Regions from separate parts of the Danio rerio genome. Here region 1 is linked to region 2. The links are chromatin contacts, called in public HiCAR-type maps. All regions are on one chromosome and are shown on one strand. The core of a region is the stretch at or near the end of the contact, and the rest is flanking DNA. Distances in the headings are between cores, read along the strand shown.

Evidence for each region. HiCAR-type assays count read pairs that join an accessible place to other places.
Region 1: a contact with region 2 is called in a HiCAR-type map of caudal fin, with 8 times the contacts expected there. The contact joins two enhancer-like sites. A contact is called at or near these places in 2 of 18 Hi-C or Micro-C datasets (caudal fin and hematopoietic stem cells) and 3 of 4 datasets of contacts at active chromatin or transcription factors (caudal fin, embryo and gastrula embryo).

Annotation. Positions count from the first base shown.
Region 1 is chr18:46,242,908-46,249,927 of GRCz12tu, forward strand. It overlaps a transcript of nectin1b not described here. Among named protein-coding and RNA genes, the nearest start is that of nectin1b, 410 kb to the left of the region's middle. Within about 2 kb of position 2,859, at least 5 of the 62 cell types and tissues checked have an H3K27ac peak or open chromatin away from gene starts, as enhancers often do.
Region 2 is chr18:45,955,021-45,962,025 of GRCz12tu, forward strand. All of the region lies in intron 4 of nectin1b (nectin cell adhesion molecule 1b), which reads left to right. Among named protein-coding and RNA genes, the nearest start is that of nectin1b, 120 kb to the left of the region's middle. Within about 2 kb of position 3,456, at least 12 of the 62 cell types and tissues checked have an H3K27ac peak or open chromatin away from gene starts, as enhancers often do.

The DNA of each region.
Region 1 (7,020 bases), core at 1,609-4,108, 290 kb after region 2:
GTGAAGTGGTTCTCCAAATGTCCGTCATTGTGATCTAGAGAGAGTCAACCAAGCGATCAGAAGCTGTCAGGAAAAAAAGAAAAAAAAAAAACACTTCTGGGACAGAGGCTTCGTCCTGTCGGGAAAGAGAGAAAGAGAGACAGTCATGGTCAGATAATAATGAAGACATCATGAGGGCTATAGAAAGTTGTCTGACTCTGTAAAGTCTTGAAAGTGTGTGGAGATTCTCACAGCACTAGGGGAGAAAGCCATTGATTCTGCCCCAGGTTTGCCTTATTGAGGCTGGCAGACCTGGTTTGAGGGTGGAATCCTAATGCCGCTCTGTCATTCAATTCAGGATCTCTGGAAGTGCGTCTGAGCCATTGTGCCCTGGATGTTTGATGGAGTACTCAACAGTTAAAGATTCATGAGAATGCATTATTCTGTTTTCTGCCTGTCTTTATAGTACTATTGAATCATCTTGAATACATTTTTTCCCTCTTTTTTTCTAGGCGAGTGTGAAGCTTCAGAAATAAATTTCTCTAAGTTAAATCTGTAAGTTACATATAGTAATACAAGTTAGGTAGCTATAAATTCTAATTAATGCCTTTTTAATTTTAGGAAGCCAGTTAGAAAGTTAAAGTAAATTAATAAAATAATTATTAGAATTATATTATATTATATTATTACAATTATATCCCAATTTGGCAGCACAGTGGCGCAGTGGGTAGCACAATCACCTCACAGCAAAAAGGTCACTGGTTTGAGCCCCAGCTGGGCTAGTTGGCATTTCTGTATGGAGTTTACATGTTCTCCCCGTGTTTGTGTGGGTTTTCCCTGGGTGCTTCGGTTTCCCCCACAGTACAAATACATGCGCTATAAGTGAACTGAATAAGCTAAAATGGCGTTAGTGTTTGTGTGTGAAAGAGCGTGTATGGGTGTTTCCCAGTGCTGAGTTGCGGCTGGATCCACTGCAAAAAAAACATATGCTGCATAGGTTGGTGGTTCATTCCTCTGTTGCGACCCCTGATTAATAAAGGGACTAAACCGAAAAAAAAATGAATGTATGAATACTATACAATCAGTGTCATATTCTCTCACCCCAACTCTACCCTTATTTTGCATTTTTACAGTGTACAAAATGCTTCGTTCTGTGTGAATTATGAGCTGTTTTCCTCATTAGGACCAAAAAAGTCTCTAAAAGGTCAGAATTTACTGGTATTGCTATAACTGTGGGCATATTTGGCCCCCACAATGTAAGGAATTGCCCCACAACCAACATATTTGGTCCCCATATTGTTAGAAATACAGGATAAACACACTCACAATATTTATTTTCAGATTCTGAACCAATTTCCAAAAGACCCTCTAAAAAAAGCAATCATGCAATCTAAAATCACGATAGATCTTAGTAATGTCTCAAATTATACTCAAATTGATTCTGAATTGGGCGTCACGGTGGTGCAGTGGGTAGCACAATCACCTCACAGCAAGAAGGTCGCTGGTTCGAGTCCCAGCTGGGCCAGTTGGCATTCCTGTGCAGTTTTGCATATTCTCCCCGTGTTGGCGTGGGTTTCCTCCGGGTGTTCCGGTTACCCCCACAGTCCAAAGACATGCGCTACAGGTGAATTGGGTAGGCTAAATTGACCATAGTGTAGAGCATGTGTGTAAATGAGTGTGTATGGGTAATTCCCAGTGCTGGGTTGCATATGGAGGGGCATCGGCTGCATAAAACATGCTGCATAAGTTGGCGGTTCATTTCGCTGTTGTGACCCATGATTAACAAAGGGACTAAGCCGATAAGAAAATGAATTAATGAGTACTGAATAATCTGCATGTGATATTCTCTCACCCCAATGCTACCCTTATTTTTCATTTTTACAAAATGCTTCATTCTGTGTGAATTATAAGCTATTTTCTTTATTAGGACCAAAAAAAAAAATTCTAAAGGTCAGAATTTACTGATATTGCTATAATTGTGAGCATATTAGGTCCCCACAATGTAAGGAATTGCCCCACAACCAAAACATTTGGTCCCCACAATGTTAGGAAAACAAGACACACACATCTTTTATGTACATTTTCTTACAGATTCTAAACCGGTTTCAAAAAGATCACCCAAAAATACAACACAAATCACAAACACATGAAAATATTTCTTTTTTAGTAGAAAATGGTGTTACACAATAGATCTCAGTAATGTCTAAAACTATGCCTGAATTACTTCTGAACTAAAAAGTCATAAATTTCAAAGTGAACTGCAATATTTTTTCATCAGATTCTTCCTGAGCTAACTGTTTTAATTTTATATTCGCACTCTGTCAAACTGAGCCTCATTTGTGCCTGTAATTTATCATAAAGAGTTTTATGAGAAACAGAGACAACGTTGATATTTCAGTGAAAGACCTCCATAAAATCTGGAGAGATCAACCACTGCGCAATAAAGCCTTCCTGGCTGCAAAAGCACTTTTATGTAAATCAATCAAACAAGCAAATCGATCAAACTCAGTATTCAGTATATGACAGCACAATCTCCTAGAAAGCCACGGAAGCACCAAATAAAATCTTGCAAAACAAGCTGGTGATCCATTAAACGGCAGAATTAAAAGTTATTTATGATACGGGTGTTCGAAAAAAAAAAGCCACAAGAGCTTTTCTTTTTTGCTTATTGTGTGCAGTGATATATTATATTTCTTGGACCGATTCCTTGTCTGCAATAACTCTGTCATCTGCCATATTTAGTAATTAAATCTAAGTGATGCACGTCTATACATAATTTGAATCGGTAGTCTAGTCGAGTTCTGACATGTGACTGGCTGTGGCCCATATGGTGCCACCCTGAACACTCTCACCCCCTGCTGGGCATCAGTCACACTGCATCACTTTTATGAGTTACCCTTGACAGGGGAATCGGTTGCCATGTTGACACTCGCTGCCAACGTTGACTGCTTTCGACACAAAACTAGAAGCCAATCATAAAGTCAGCAACAGCTGCCGCAGTCGTCATAACATATTTGCCCCAATTTTCCGCCAAAAAAACCCAGTGGCTTAACACCCACGAGCAGCTGCGCCGTTGGGTTACATGTGAGAATGTTTTCTTTGCTGGAATGCATTGAGTCTGATTGTTTTTGCTTGTGTTTTTTTGTATGAATTGTGACTCTAGGAGCACAAAACCATGTTTTAATGGGATATAGAACACCCAAAACTGTGTCTCAATGGGATATAGTTCAGCCAAAATGAAAATTCTTACAGAAGAACCCCAAAGAAGAAGATATTTAGAAGAAAAGGTCATAGACATCCAATAAGCACCAGTATACGCAAATTACACATATGACATACATATATATATATATATATATATATATATATAAATTTGAAGTCAGAATAATTAGCCCCCTGTTTTATTTTTTCCCCAATTTCTGTTAAACGAAGAGAAGATTTTTCCTCAACACTAAACTTATTTTATCTTTGCCATGATGACAGTAAATAATATTTGACTAGATATTTTTCAAGTCACTTCTATACAGCTTAAAGTGACATTGAAGGGCTTAACTAAGTTAATTTGGTTAACTAGGCCGTAGACTATTTACCACACTATGGACAATTTACCCAATTCACCTGAAGCACGTCTTAGGAATGTGGGGGAAAGGGGGAAACCCATGCAAACACGGGGAGATCATGCAAACTTTAAATAGATAGATAGATAGATAGATAGATAGATAGATAGATAGATAGATAGATAGAGAGAGAGAGAGAGAGAGAGAGAGAGAGAGAGAGAGAGAGAGAGAGAGAGAGAGAGAGAGAGACAGACAGATGGGTGGATGGATGGATGGATGGATGGACGGACGGACGGACAGACGGATGGATGGATGGATGGATGGATGGATGGATGGATGGATGATAGATAGATAGATGTAATAACTCATTCCTAATAACTGATTTATTTTATCTTTGCCATGATGACAGTAAATAATATTTGACTAGATATTTTTCAAGACACTTCTATACAGCTCAAAGTGACATTTAAAGGCTTAACTAGGGTAATTAGGTTAACTAGGCTGGTTAGGGTAATTTTGAAAGTACTGAAAAAACTACTGACAAACAATGCTTAAGGGGGCTTAAAATTTTATCCCTAAAATGGTTTAAAAAAATTCAAAACTGCTTTTATTCTAACCGAAAAAAAAAATAAAATAATCAGAATTTCTCCAGACGAAAAAATATTATCAGACATACTGTGAAAATTTCTTTGCTCTGTTAAACATCATTTGGGAAATATTTAAAAAAGAAAAAAAATCAAAAGGGGGCTAATAATTCTTACTTCAACTATATATATATAAAAATAGGGGAAAGTGTACTTCTATATTTTTTCTAATACTTGAATTCAATAACGGTGAACTCGGGTCAACTTTAAAGATGAATTTCCTCTGTATTTAGATTAGTACTTAATCAGCTTCCGGATGATGTCTAATATTGTGGTCACACATTAGTACTAATAATGACGTTTGTAGACAGACTTTGATGTTGGTTTGAGCAAACCTAGCCTGGAAGTTTTTAAATATTATTATAAATTTTTTATATCATGAAGTTTGAAACGATTAGTGTAGATAAGGGGTGTTCAAACTCTGTCCTGGAGGGCAGGTGTCCTGCAGATTTTAGCTCCAGCACACCTCAACCCACCTGCATGGATGTTTCTAGAAAGCCTAGCTACCCCAGATGTGTCTGATTGCCGATGTAACAAAACTTTGCAGGACACCGGCCCTCCAGGACAGAGTTTAGGCCCCCCGGGTATAGATAGATAAATACCTTGGTGGTTGCTGGCCAGTTGGAAAGATACAATTAGTAGTTGCTAGGGTGTTGCTAGGATATCCCTGATGGTTTCTATGGTGTTGCTAAGGAACTTTAAGGGTTGCTAGAAAGTTGTTAGGGTGCTGCTAACAGGCTAACATAGTTATAGTCCTCTTGAGGGAGCACCAAAGTTTTACATGGAAGCAAGTATCTTTCACCGAGCCCATATGATAATTCACTCATTCATTTTCATTCGGCTTAATCTTTCATATATCAGGGGTCACCACAGCAGAATGAACCACCAACTATTCCAGCATATGTTTTTACGCAGCGGATGACCTTCCAGCTGCAACCCACTTCTGGGAAACACCCATACAGTCTCATATTCACACACTCACTCGCACACTACAGCTAATTTAGTTCATTCTAATCACCTATAGCGCATGTCTTTTGACTGTGGGGGAAACCCACGTGAACAAGGGGAGAACATGCAAACTCCACACAGAAATGCCAACTGGCCCAGCTGGGACTCGAACCAGAGACCTTCTGGCTTTGAGACGACAATAAACACTGAGCCACCAAACCGCCCTCAATTGCTAATAATAGAAGTAATTATTTTAGCTAATTTTATATAATTGCATTCTCAAAACAACCCTAGATACTGTACTTTAGCTCAAGTTAACAGCCTCTAACAAGAAGCTATATTATTAGCTAATGGAGATCAGCGCACTGCAGTATAAGCTTTTGTGCTTTCAGTCTGGGTTTTATCTGCTGAGACACAAAGGGAACGGCTGCTTTCAGCCCTGATGCAAGGATTACAGGAGAAACCTCTTTACCTTCACACCTCAACAGCATTGACTGAAATTCACACATATATTTGCTGGCAGTCTCAGAGGTTGTGAGAATGTAGCCTTGCGCAACCTTCCAGACATGCCGTGTTTAAAGCTCCGTACTGACCTTGCCTTGAATGCAAACATAAAACCGACATTGTTTTTTTTAAAAGGAATATCTTACATTCAGTTTCTGCCTCTTTCACTTTTTTTATTATCATAAACAGTCGAATAGTCCAAGTAAAATAATATTTTGCCATCCTTCTGCTGTAATTCTGTGACTTTATGAACCATTTGCAGATTGTTTTCTTTATTCCCAGTGTTGTGTTGTTCATTTCAATTTAGTTTATGGATTTAGTGTAAGTTGTATTTAATTCTGAATTAGATTTTAAAGGTGCTGTACAGTAGAATCCTCATGTTTTAAAGGGATAGTTCACCCAAAACTGACATTTCTGTCATCATTTGCTCTCCCTTTACCTGTTCCAAACCTGTTTGATTTTCTTTCTTCTTGTTAAACACAAAATAAGATATTTTGAAGCAGTGGCGTTGCAAACCCTTTAAGCCCCTGATGTATTGTCGATAGCTCCTGATCTTTTGGAAAGTGTTCCATGTTAAAAGAATTAGGTGTATAACATTTATTCAGTTATCCAAGTACTTTAAATGACCATATGCATAACACGCATTCCACTTATCGCAGTTTTTTTTGAGTTGAGTATTAAAATAGTGAGACGTTCAGCAGTACCAGCTTCTACCAACAAGTTGCAATAGGACTGTTGTCACACTGCGAAACTGTCGTCATTTATTCATAATTTTGAAGAGCTGAAGCTGTTGAGGTAATAATAAAGCTGTTTCGCGAAACTGAATAGTTCTAACTGATATAGCTTAATATTTGTTTTCATGTTTTGGTGAAATAAAATAACTGTAGTCAATAAAATGTGCGTCATATCAATGTAAATACACACAAATTATTCAGAAAAACATAAATTGTGCTAGCTTTCTAGATATGATATAGACATCTAGACATATGTTTTGTTTTGTTTTGTTTTGTTTTGTTTTGTTTTGTTTTGTTTTGTTTTGTTTTGTTTTGTTTTGTTTTGTTTTGTTTTGTTTTATTTCGTTTCGTTTGATACATAGTGTATTTTCTCTATTCAGGAATAAATTGTAAACACTGCGATGTTTTCATTGTCTGTGGTCAGCTGGTGCTGTTCGGCCTGGCTTTTTTTAGATTTGTGATTCAGAGTCTTTGATTGTTTATTTCTGAAAGGAGGAATCAGACTCTAATTGAGATCATTCACGGTTTCTTTCTTTTTCTTCTCATGCAGAAAAGCCAATGGCACAAGGACCTCCAGGTGGAATTTTTGGCATCCTGGGAGTGGTGGTGGTGGCAGGACTGATTGTTGGAGTGGTGGCCACAATATGTATGGTG
Region 2 (7,005 bases), core at 2,206-4,705:
CGAAGCCGAGTAAAATAATCAGGCGTAAAGAATTCTATGGATGTGGCTGCTCCCCTTGCTGTGCATTTGATGCCCAAGGCTCTGCTATTGAAAGGCATGGGCAGAAGTGTCTTAATTTACAATGTTATCTACTCTGAGATTCACGCCCCCTTTTTTGCCAAGTTGGAACCTGCCAGGCTAATCTATTAATAGGGCAATTTGCAGTCTGTTAGTTGTAATGCGGCCTGAGGAACCCCTTGGGAGTGCTGATCTATTGATAATGCCTGAAATGGCTCAACTCCAAGCCAGATCAATCAATAGATTGACACTTTATGAACTTGCCAGTCTTTTTCAACAAGGGTTGTTAACTCAGAATGTCCTTTTTGTTGACTTTATTGGTCAGTGGTTACCAATACTATCTGTTTAATGATTTTCTGTAGGATATTTGGTCACACTTTATTTTATGGTTAAATTCTGGCTATTAATAAACCATTAACCATGACTTTAGCCTAAATATATTCCTAAATTGCTGCTTATCAATATTATTAAGGTAGGAATTGGGTTTAGTGATTGGGTAGGATTAGGAATGCCAATAAAGATCATGCAGAATCTGTACTTCATAAGTATTAATAAACAGCCACGATAATAAGCAGCTAGTTAACATTAAGAATTGACTCCTATACTGAAGTGTTACCAAATACAAATATTTAAATTTTATTTGTACAGAAGTCACCATGCAAGTAGTCAAGCTACATTTAGGATGAACTTTTCACTTCCACTTTAAAGTGATGACTTCCTCAAGGAACACCAAAACGATCTGCATGCATTTAAGATGTGTGTGTATAGTAAATTTCAGCAACACATGTTGGGCTGGGATTCAGCTGTAATTCACCTTGATCGTATAAAAACACAACGGATGGATAAATCTTTTTTTTTTTTTTTGTGGCTGAAATTCATTCAACAATGCAAAAAGATGGAAGAGCAGAGCAACGGAACGGACTGTGCCGTTTCATAGCGATTATATGATTTACAAATCTCCCTATAGAGCGAAACAGATGCTATATGCGTAATCGTTCCAAACCTCTGGTGTTTGGCAAACCTTTGCTGATTTGTAAATAGTCACCGCTTCATTCAATACCTTTTTAGCAATACTTTTTTCCATTAACGAAATGGAAAAGTTTTTAAAAGCTTCAGAAATAAGCATTCATCATGGTTTTACCCCTTTAAGGAGTATTTCACAGAGGAGCTCTGATCTATACCTTAATTATTTGAGCCCGCCACAACATCAATTTTACTAAGAGGGCTGTTTCAAGGTGAAATATCTAGGAAAGTGGTTTGTGTGTGTATATGTGTATGTGTGAGTGTTGGAATCAGTCAAGTTAATCCATGGTAGAAAAAAATGGCTGAATGCCCAAAATGCTTTCTCACCTGTTTCTAAGGCTTTTCAAGTCTAATGCACATATGATATGAAAAGTGCTTTATTAGTAAAATTGTATACTTTTTTTAGTGTGTGCAATAGGCATGGGACTATAATCGTTTTAAAGGTATACCAGGGTTTGAAAAAAATGTCAAGGTTTTAAAACCAACAACATTTTCTGCTATAGCGTTCCTATGGTATGTGTACGATTATTGTTTTTTTATTTATTATTTTTTTATTTACTTTTTTTGTTTTTTTTTTTAGGACAACAAAATCTCTAGCAGAACATATCCGAAAATGCTGTTTTAAATTGTTTGACTTTGAAAAAGAATATATTTTAGAGCTGTCATCTCAATACCTTGAAACCATGATAATTTTTATCAAATCTGTTTAACGTATTTTTGCATAAACTATAATGTTTTGATTTAGTGTCTATTTTAAAGATTGATTTAGTCTCTGTGACACCCCCCACCCCTTTTTTTTTTGTTTGTTTTTAGGTTTTTACTTGTATCCCGGACGAGCCCCCACTTTTGGGTGCCTTTAGGCCAATTTATTAATTTTGCGCTCACACATCCTTTGCTTTAAAAAAAAAAAATAACAGCATGTTGTGGAAGCGCTAGTGTGGGTGGGGCCAAGTACCACAGAGGCAGGGAAAGAATGTTGTTATGAGGGCTTAATACGTGTCGAGCCCTGTAAAGGTGCTTTAGATGAACAAGTTTGTTTTTTGTTTTGTTTGCTGTGATTAAACTTGTTATAAAGTTGTTCTTTCTTGAATGAATGAATGCTACAGTAGCATTGTAAACATAAAAATATGCATTATAAACCCAGTACTTGACGCTGTGTAGTATAGAAACTCTACTGTCTACTAGTGTTTTAGAAGTGTTATTGCTAAAGTATCAGAAATAATTCAGAAATATAGCTGCGAAATCGTGATATTTTTTTATCTAAGGTTATCATACTGTCAGAATCTTACACCGGCCCATGCCTAGTGTGCAATATAGATGTCTGAAATGTCTGTTTCATTTTTTATTTATTTATTTATTTTTTTGAACCATGATTTGTGCCTAAATATATTCCTAAACTGCTGCTTATTAATATTAGGAGATAGGGTTAGGTATTGGGTAGGATTAGAAATGTCAATAAAGATCATGGCAAATATGTTCTTTATACGTATTAATAAACTGCCATGATAATAAGTAGCTAGTTTTTATTTTATTTTTGTGAACATCATTTCATAACATAACTACATGTTTCCAGTGCCTCAATCAGCTGAAGTGCTGAACTGTTAATCAAAAATGTATTTCTAGCATGCTATTTATGTATTTTCTCCACAAAAAAAGAGCGAATGTCATTTTTATTTTCTTTTGAAGTAATGAACTGATAAAATCAGATTGCATTTAGATGGGATGCACTGTGAATAGGATAAATTCAGATATCAGGTCGCCTTTAATATTTTACTAACATCAGAATAGAGCAAATACCCGGTTGGCCTTGTTACCCACGAGTCCCCTTTTTTTCCGCAGAGCACGACAGCTGATTCTCTGCGTTCTGCTCTTTGATCACAAAGTCTTGCCTGATTTGTGTAGAGATGATCCTGCGGTTCATGTAAAAGATCAGGATTATTTTCCTGGCTGGAGGAATCATGTTTGAATTTTGTTTGAAGTGGTTCAATCAAGAGAGAAGAAGAAGAACATCTTGTGATATTTCCCCCCTTTGCGTGTTTTGATTATCCCATTGACTGTGAAAGGCATATTTGAGTGGCATTTTTAATTTGTGAGTTTTGCCAACGCTCTACGATGAGCAATATCAGATGGCCCGGGGTCTTTCGCGGATGTGCATGAGAACGATTCGAATCAGGGGGGGGGGCGAAATATACGTTGTTTGCTGCTAAAGCTTTGCTCTTTCAAGTCAAAATGGCTTTACCCCTTTCTTTATGTGCAATGACAGGAATTTGGTCATTCACTTTGAGGTCAAAAGGTGGGTCTATTAATGTCAGTCCTCTTTGAAGGTCTAAGTGATATACAAGCTGTTGTGACCCCCACAATAGATGGTTAAACTGGCAAACAAGTGTGTGTGTGTGTGTGTGTGTGGGTGTGTGTGTGTGGGTGTAAAACCATCCACCCATATAAAAGCGGGGTATATTCAGACAGATGGTTAACACTCCTCAATTGTATTTCCAAATGTGTTGAAAATCTGTTTTATTCACAAGTAAAGCATTCATTAGTTTTGCATTAGTTTACTCGCGTTGACACTTGGAGTCCCATATTATTTGAAACCATTCTCAATTCACATCAGAATATATTACGTAGGTGTGAATTGAAACGGAATGGGTAAAGGGACATGATTTTAGCAGTTGCAGTCACGCTTTAATGTCATTTAACACCTTTAAATGCTTTTTCTTTGACAGTGTTAAACAATGCGGCGCATTTAAAAGCCAGTTTCTATTTATTGATTTCATCAGTCACTGCACGCAGTCATTGAACTCCAGTTCACTTGTGCATTTGAAATGAGTTAAGATGACAGTTTGTGTTTTTTTTAATTTTTTTATTTATTTTAAGTTTATTGTTTAGATTTTTTTAAAGGGAGTTGTCTTATTTCTTGGTAACCTTGATTTCAAAATGCTTTATGCAAACTGTTGTTGTAGTGGCCTTGTTCTGTCATTGTCTTGCATGATCCTGTGCTGGAAACTAGTTATCAAATGTGACTGTTTGCTTTATTCAAATGCTGCAGACTTGGCAAAGACACTGGCTCCGTTCCAAATCTTTTGTAGGCAAGATTTTAAGGTATCATAGGTGAGCTCGCAACATGAAGGCTGTTCCAAAATGTAATTATGTTGTCTTCTAAAATGCTTGCTTATTGCCAAAAGCAGCATTCTTTTTAGAGAAGTACAATCCAGGAATGCATTTTGATTATTAATTATATATGAAAAAAAATTCATTTGTTTGATTATTATTATTATTATTATTATTATTATTATTATTATTATTATTATTATTATTATTAATAATAATATTATTATAGACTTTCACAATGTCAGGTTAGCAACATGCTAATGACAAACTGTTAAAGAGTATTATGACTACATTTATACAACATTCATAACATTAGAAATGTTGAAGTAACTGCAGCACTACTTAATATGTCACTTTTTGAATGTCAAACATAGACTTTTAATCCCCTGTTGATATACTGCCTGTTATCTCCTCTCATAGACATAGACCTTTTAATAGCATTGTCAGGTAAGCAACATGCTAATGACAAACTGTTAAAACGCATCTTGACTGTTTATACAACATTTATAACATTGTAAATGTTGAAGTAATTGCAGTCCTACTGTTTAAAAGATTGTCAAACATGGACTATTTATCACCTGTTGATATAGACATTATTTCCTCTCGCAGACATGGACCTTTAATATGACATTGTCAGGTTAGCAACATGCTAACTGTTAAAGAGCGATTTGACTACATTTTATAATATTTATAAATGTTGAAGTAATTGCAGTCCTACTTTTATGTCTGTTTTTGAATGACCAACATGGACTATTAATCACCTGTTGATGTATAGACCGTTATTTCTTCTAGCAGACATAGACCAGCATTGTCGGGTTAGCAACATGTTAAGGACAAACTGTTGAAGAGCAACTTGACTACATTTTTATACAGCATTTATACTATTATAAATGTTAAAGTAACTACAGTCCTGCTGTTTTAATGAATGAATAATGTGGACTATTAATAACTGTTAATATATAGATCGTTATTTCCTCTCGCAGACATAGACCTTTAATAATAGCATTTTCAGGTTAGCAACATGCTAATTGCAAACTTTTAAAGAGCAACTTGACTACGTTTATAACATTATACATGTTGAAGTAACTGCAGTCCTACTTTATATGTTAGTTTTTGAATGACAAACATGGTCTATTAATCACTGTTGATATATAGACCATTATTTCTTCTCACAGACAACTTTAATAGCATTGTCAGGTTAGCAACATGGTAATGACAAACTGTTTAAGAGCAAATTGACTACGTTTTACAACATCTATAACATTATAAATGTTAAAGTAATTGCAGTCCTACTGTTCAAATGAATGTCAAACATGGACTTAATCAGCTGTTGATATACAAACCATTATTTCCTCTCGCAGACATAGACCTTTCCTGCTAGTAATCAAATGGTTGAAGTTTTTTGCAGTGTGTTTAAGCGCATCTTTTTAACACTAATGCTCACAATAAGATAACAATATCGACTTTTATGACCACTAGATTTTTTTTTTTGTTGTTGTCAGTACAATTCGACACAAACAAATGCTGTAAATGTAGAATAGTTCTAAACATTGACTCACAGGAGTTTAATTAATTTACTATGATATCTTTTAAAAACACACATGTAATCAGCAAGGCAGCTCAAGATTTTGGAACAGCACCACATTTTTATTTTTATCTGGGATTTATCTTCGCCGCTTAAAAAAAAGAAAAAAAAATTGTAACTACACAACACAATTGCGCTGAGTGCAAAGTCTGTGATTGGTCAGCTTGGTAGCCATGACAAGTGTGGGTGGGGCTAACAGCTGGAGGAGCAGAGCGCTGTTTAACAAGTGTCAAGTCCTGCTTAGGAACTCAAGACAGTTGGATACTTGTGTTTAATTTATGATTTTAGTTGTTGAACGTTTTGCGGTTCTTGCCTCTTTCTTCTTTGATGGAATATTATCTAAGTTTGAGCAACTTCTCAGTTTCAAGCATTTCTGGCGACAACCCAAAACATCAGCAAATAAATTCAACAAAGTGGAGCATAGAAACCTCCACAAAAGTGTTGTTGCATAGCTACACAGACAGAACACAGAAGTATGAATCACAATGTGCAGGGGATGCACCATAGGGTAGAGCGATCAGTCAAAGAAAAAGTATAAATCAGTCTTAAGAACGCTGGAGAGGTTATCTTGGATTCCTCATCCTCAAGCAGAAGAGATGTATGTGGTCTGCCATGTCATTCCTGAAATTAACAGCATAGAAAGCTATTCGCATGAACCTTCCACAGCGGTGCTCAAGATTAAATGAACTGTGCCAAAACAGCAGCAGCATACTTGATCCATTCTGCTTCAGTGAGCCGAATACATTGTCTGCAAAAACGTAAGAGATCACAATAAGGCCATCACTCAAAATATGTCACATTAGTTGGCTGTGCTTTCATTTCTGTGACATAGTTGATATGATGGGTTATTTTCATTTTTTTTTTTTTCCAGGGAACATAGCCATGGTCATAGAACATGGTCGAGAAGGCAATGTTTTATACTATGATTTTGTTGGTGTAGGCATGTTTGTTCTTCTGGTACATTAGAGCTTTATTGCAATTGAGTGAAGATGGTGAAAATGTGCTGCATCTGAGGATTAAATATGGTTTTCATCGAATCTGGTTATCAAGATCGTGTGTATGTATTAGAGCTGCACGATTCTGGTTAAAATGAGAATCACGATTCTTTTGCTTAAAATTAAGATCATGATCCTGTAGATGTAAAATAAAGGTAATGTGTGAGCTATTATTTTTATTTCTCAAACATATGGTAAATAACAATAATATTAATATTGTGTGTAGCTCTACTGTTG